2 separate regions of the Aedes albopictus genome follow, and region 1 is linked to region 2. The links are chromatin contacts, called in public Hi-C maps. All regions are on one chromosome and are shown on one strand. Each heading gives the region's core, a stretch centred on a gene start, on an enhancer-like site or on the middle of the called end of the contact. The rest is flanking DNA. Distances are from core to core; before and after follow the strand shown.

Region 1 (2,750 bases), core at 226-2,725, 870 kb after region 2:
CCGTAAATTTCTCAAGAATTCCAAGAAATTTCCACCTAGGGTTTTCTCGGAAATTCCTGCAGAACATCATCGAAAACTTCTTCAGAAGTTCTTCGGGAATTCTTCTAGGAGTTCTACTGAAATTCGCACAGGAGTTCCTCGTGAATTCTTCCAGGTTTCCCGAAAATCACTACAGGAGGTTGTCGAAACCTCCCGAGGATTTCTCTTGAGGATCTTCTGGAGGAATTCCTAGAGAACTTCCCTATGATCTCAAGAAGGATTTTTTCCGAGAACTTCCCGAGAATTTCGTCAATTCACCCGAGAAGTCCTCCTGGAGTCCCCCGAGAATTCCAGGCAATTTCTCTAGAAATCCTCGGGAGTTACCGGAGAACTTCTTCAGGAATTCGGTTCTTCAAGGGTATCCAGATTATTGCATAACAGGAATCTCGACCTAAACATGAATCGAAACCCAAAATTTACCGTTTTTTGATGCCTGGGAAGTATTTTTTAAATATATTTGAAGTTCGCATGGGTAATTTTTTTTCTTCACTTCTCTAGGACGATTTTCTTAAGGGACTTCTGCAGGAACTTTGATGTTCGTTACGACTGTTGGTGTTTGAACCGGCAGAGGGGGTGTTTTCGGCCTTGGTAGGGGAACTCCTGGAGGAATTCCCAAAGAACTCCCGACTCGGAGTCCCTAGAAGTTGCTGGAGGAATTCTTAAGAATCTCCTGGAGGAATTCCGGAGGAACTCCCGGAGGAATTCCCGACGAACTACTGAAGAAATTCTCGGTAAGCTTCTGGAGGAAATCCTGAAGAACTCCTGGAGGATTTTCCGGGGAACTCCTATAGGATTTTCCGGGGAATCTATGGAGGAATTCTTGTGGGAATTCAAAAGAAACTTCCGGAGGAATTCCCGAGGAAATCTTGAAGAAATTCTCGAGGAATTCCTTGAAAAATTCCCGAAGAACTACTGAAGAAATTCTCGGTAAATTTCTGAAGGAATCCTCGATGAACTCCAAGAGGAATTATCGGGAAACTCCTGGAGGATTTCCCAAGAAACTCTTGGAGGAGTTCTTCGAGAATCCCTGAAGGAATTCATGGGAAACTTTAAAATGTATTCACATAATTCGATATGTCTTCAATATGTCTTCACAAAAATAAATGTCCTGCCATGTTCGCCCATGGTTTATGCTTAGAATCGCTACCAAGACGCTCCCAAAAACGTATCCCAAACACACGCCACTCTCCCCAATCATTCTCGGCCAATTTTACCCAAACTGACGGTAGGTGTTGCTTCCGCTTTTGAATGTGTCTGCGCGTAGCTTTTCCTCCAAGTCTACCCCAAAAGGGAAATGACTAAAAAGAGAGGGAGAGAGAGAGAGCAAGGACACCGCTTGCTGGGAGTGGGTGGTATGCTACGAGATAGAAAACAAACGTACCCAACCATCCAACGCCAACGGTGTAGATGTGGGTGGGGGTGGGGGTTTATGCTTTAAATCCGCACAACAGACAGACACGGTGTATGTTGTACACACAAGGACATAGGGCGCTCGGCCAGTGTCATGGGCGTAAATTTTCAATCGTAAAGAAAATAAGTTTAAATTTCCAGCAAAACTATTGAATGCATGAAAAGTATAAAATAACAAACCCTACTCTCGCGTGATATCTTGGAATTGTGCTAAAGTGCTCTAGTGAAACTGGCGAGAAAAACCAGGAAGTGGAAGTGATTCATAAAGGATTGGTTTTATTGATTCTGCTGCTTTTGCTGCACAGCAGAGGTGAATGAAAATAGTACAGTTCATTCACTTTTCTCGCAGAGAAAGTCATCCAAATTGAAGTTAGGTTCCAAGAATCTAATTCTGAAAAAAAAACCAATAATACCCGAAAAACATGGATTTGAGGAATAAAGTTGCACTGGTCACGGGAGCGGCAACAGGCCTAGGCCGAGCGTTTTGCGAGGAACTTTTGAAACATGGCGCTAAGGTAGGTGCTTGAGGAAGTTTCGTGACATGGCCGTAGACTTCCGGGTTGTGATTTCATTTTTCGTTGTTTTTTTTTTCATGCCCTTGTTCTAGGTTTCCATTTGTGATCTTGATTCGGATGCCGGTGAGCTGACCGCCAAGGAATTGGAGCATGAGTTCGGGGCGAACCGGGCCCTCTTTTGCCACTGTGACGTGACGGATTATATTCAGTTTGAAGGTAACGTTAGATTTGAATAGCTTAAATTGCAATTAATTAATTTTTATAGCTATGAAAAATGGTGAGACTTTTGCATAAAAAAATCCAAAACATGCCATTTACATGCCTCATAAATGGATTATAACATTTAAAAAAATATATGGGTGAGACTTATTATTATTTATTGCAATTAATGTTGAAGGATTCGTCATTGATATTATCGTCATCATTGAAATTTCGAAAGCAGTTTTTTCGTGCACAACGCAGATATTCGTTATGAAAATGTATTCACTGCATTCCATTTTCCATCTAGAACGCGGTGAATACATTTTCGAAACGAACATTTGTGTTTTGAACGAGGAAACTGCTTTTTAAATTTCAATGATTACGATGACATCAATGACGAATCCTTCAACCTTAAGGCAAAACTGGAAGCATTTCCTCACTTTTTGGTTTTTGGTTTTTTATTAATTAACGAAGCAATATTTTCAAAATCGGTTTTCGTGCACATGTTGAGTATGGATCAAGGTATCTTCTGAATTTTTTGAGGTGGAAAATGTTTTTCGTTTTTGCAGAAACCATTTTTGAATA
Region 2 (2,959 bases), core at 125-2,624:
ATTTTGTTGGCCAGCATCTGCCCTCCCACCAGGTGAGGTGCCAGCCTCCGCCTCACCCAGAGCCAATAAATTTGAAACGTCTTCTCCAGCCGCATTCTCAGAATCTGCCTGACTCTCCTTCGCTTGATACTCCTTCAGCATCTTCTTCGCCTCCTCTATCTTCTTGTTGAACTCTCCCAAATTGTTAAAATTCAAAAACTCGCCTGACGACTCGTTTATCTTGTTGATCAACTGTTGTGCGGCCACTTTCTGAATGGACGCCGGTATCGATTCCTCTGCTTGCTCGTCATCCTCCGAACTGTCCGACAACCGCATCCTTGCATTGCAATCGAACTGCGGAGCAGCTTCTTCCGAATGGCGCTGCTTTGTCGTGTCAACCTTATCGAAAAATTTGGAAGACAAATCCAACTCCTCCGGTTTCATCAAGTGATCGTCACCGCTACTGTCTGAGTCATCTTCGCCCTTTGCTTTCTTGGTCACCTTGGCGGGTTCTCGCTTTGAACAGTGGGAGAAGTCTCTCTTCTTCTGGAACTGACACTGCTTCAGGATATCCGACAGACTGGAGTTCAAAGAGGGTAATTCTGGGTCCACCTCCCTAAGCAAGTTCTTCTTGGTACGCTTGTACAGTTCGTCTCTCGTTGCTGGCGAAAGCCGTTTCTTCTTGGGCCATGGGTTGTTCGACGGCTTCGACGTCCTAAAACTCAAGCAGATCAATGAACAATCTCAAAATATTATTCTCCCACTAATTTACCTTTTCTTAGCTCCGCTCTTTCCTGTAGCTACCACACTCTCGTCACTTCCTGAACCTCCCTCCTCATTCTCCGACACCCCTTCCGATTCCTCGTCTTCGTCTTCATCCGATACGGTTCCTTGCCCTTCTGCACTATCGCTCTTGCCTTCCTTATCCTTTCCCGGAAGCCACTCTTCCTCGCTGGCCGAGAAGTCCCCATCATCATCGTCAGGCTCGTCCGAAAACCCATCACTCTCGAAATCATCGTCACTAACCTGCTCCCGCCTTCTAGGGGTCTTTTTGTTGTAAACGGCTGTGCTGCGCCGGGCTCGATTCATTGTTCGAAGTCAACACAAAATAGTCACTCATGTGAAACAATTCCTAACTAAAACACTTATGAAATCAATCTAAATAATGTCACTTAAACAACGCAGAAAAACGTGATTACTTCTACAAGATGCCCTGCGGGCCAGCGAACAGTACGGACAGCATAAACTTCCTTCGAAAGGATACTGTTTATGCTACATGTTGATTCATGAAAGCGATGAAAGCAGAAACGAGTGTTCATCATGCGGTTCATTCAGGTTCACTTGAACGCGCGCAAATTTGGATGAATTAGGAATCGGTCCAAGTGGTCTACGCAACTTGTGCCCAAAAACTACGCACAGGAAAAAATATTCTCATTGATTCTATCTGATTTTAACTGGATTTTATTCGCACTCTCATATTCGCACTTGCTGTCCCGGCAAACGTCGTACTTCTCAGGTCGTACTCGTGTCGTACTGCCAGCCTACTGTTTTTTACCCTTCTTACATCCATAAATATCGCTCGAAAAACCGACTTTTGATCCGAGGCCCGGAGGGCCGAGTCTCATATACCATAATCAACTCAGTTCGACGAACTGTCCCTGAAGCCTTATTGCATGGTGTATTTAGTCAGAGGCGTCTCGTCGGCGTGTTCAACCGGTTCATTGCACAGGTATTCGATTTGGAAGAAAATAAATAGGAATTGTTTCACCATCCCAGTCTTTGTCATTTAAATTTAACCTAAATGATATGGATTAAATGTTATATTAACACAGAAACTTAAAGACAATGTTTTTACAAGACTTCAATACATTGCATCTCCGTTAGAACAAAAAATCTGGGGCGTACCACCCATCCCACCACTATAAGACAGTCGCCCAACTATACCCACCGTGTAACGGCTGAGAATCAAAACAAGCACACCGCACCGTAGTTCAACTTTTTCTGTTGAACAAGCTCCCATATATGAACGCCCCAACACACTGCAATAGGTCGGATGTTCGTATACGGCTGGAGGTGTAAATGTGTGAGATCAACCCGTTCTACAGGAGAATTTGAACAACGTTTGCTATCACATGCTGGGAGTCTCTCGTGCGCGTTTTTGTTTGACGCTAAAAATGATTCGCATAGGATTGAGCTTAAACTCATTCAAATCGCACATGACAATGCTTCCGCAGAAAACGGATTTCAGTAGAAAATAGTTCAATTACGTGAATGTCGTCATGTTCTTATTGCGGAGATTCCACCTGTTTAGACTCCTGCGCGAAAATTAGTTGCGTACACAGCAAAAAATAAATGCAACCCGCCCGATGTAACTCATTCCGATGTACATAATAATCAATGTAATCACGATTCCTATGTACGATTACATCGTTTTGATGTAAAATCTTTTGTTCTTATGTCTACATCGTCCTGTGTAATATTCATGCAACCGACGGAATGATCGGGTTGCAGCAGTTCAGATGTAATATTACACAACAGTTTTTTCTGTGTAGATTTTTCTTGCGTGGGCTCACAGGTATTAAACAGACAGCATCCTGGTGAATATTTTACGCTACGTTGTTAAGCACACATTTGTTGATAGTTTTGCATTGTAAATAAACATTTATAATGCATGTACGCTAAAAATGAGCCTAATCATTTATTTGCGTCGGAATCTATAAATCTTCGCAACGGGCAATATCCCAAAATCAAAAAGCGCTCTATGATTACAACTAAATTCTAACAGAACCATTTTTGCTAAACCAACATACCGCTGTGTGAGCCACTCTCACCGTGTTGCGCCAAAAAGCGCGGTTAACTTGCATGCAGCTTGGCTTCGGTGTCTCTCATCGTGTTCAACCCACCGGCTTGAACGAGAGAGAAAAAACGAAGAAAAAAGAGACTTTCTCACCGTCATCATTGCATGCTTTCAATGCGCGTG

The links. Hi-C and Micro-C count contacts between places; a contact is called where the count stands out from the background.
Region 1: a contact with region 2 is called in a Hi-C map of embryo, with 8 times the contacts expected there. The contact joins the promoter of LOC134291160 here to the promoter of LOC134284094 in region 2. A contact is called at or near these places in 2 of 3 Hi-C or Micro-C datasets (embryo and whole body).

The regions. Positions count from the first base shown.
Region 1 is chr3:84,406,238-84,408,987 of AalbF5, forward strand. LOC134291160 (15-hydroxyprostaglandin dehydrogenase [NAD(+)]-like) reads left to right here and starts at 1,476. Exons shown (of 4, transcript XM_062858535.1): 1 at 1,476-1,964; 2 at 2,057-2,180. The coding sequence starts at 1,872.
Region 2 is chr3:83,534,937-83,537,895 of AalbF5, forward strand. LOC134284094 (DNA repair protein complementing XP-C cells homolog) reads right to left here and starts at 1,375. Exons shown (of 5, transcript XM_062842379.1): 1 at 752-1,375; 2 at 1-694. The coding sequence starts at 1,068.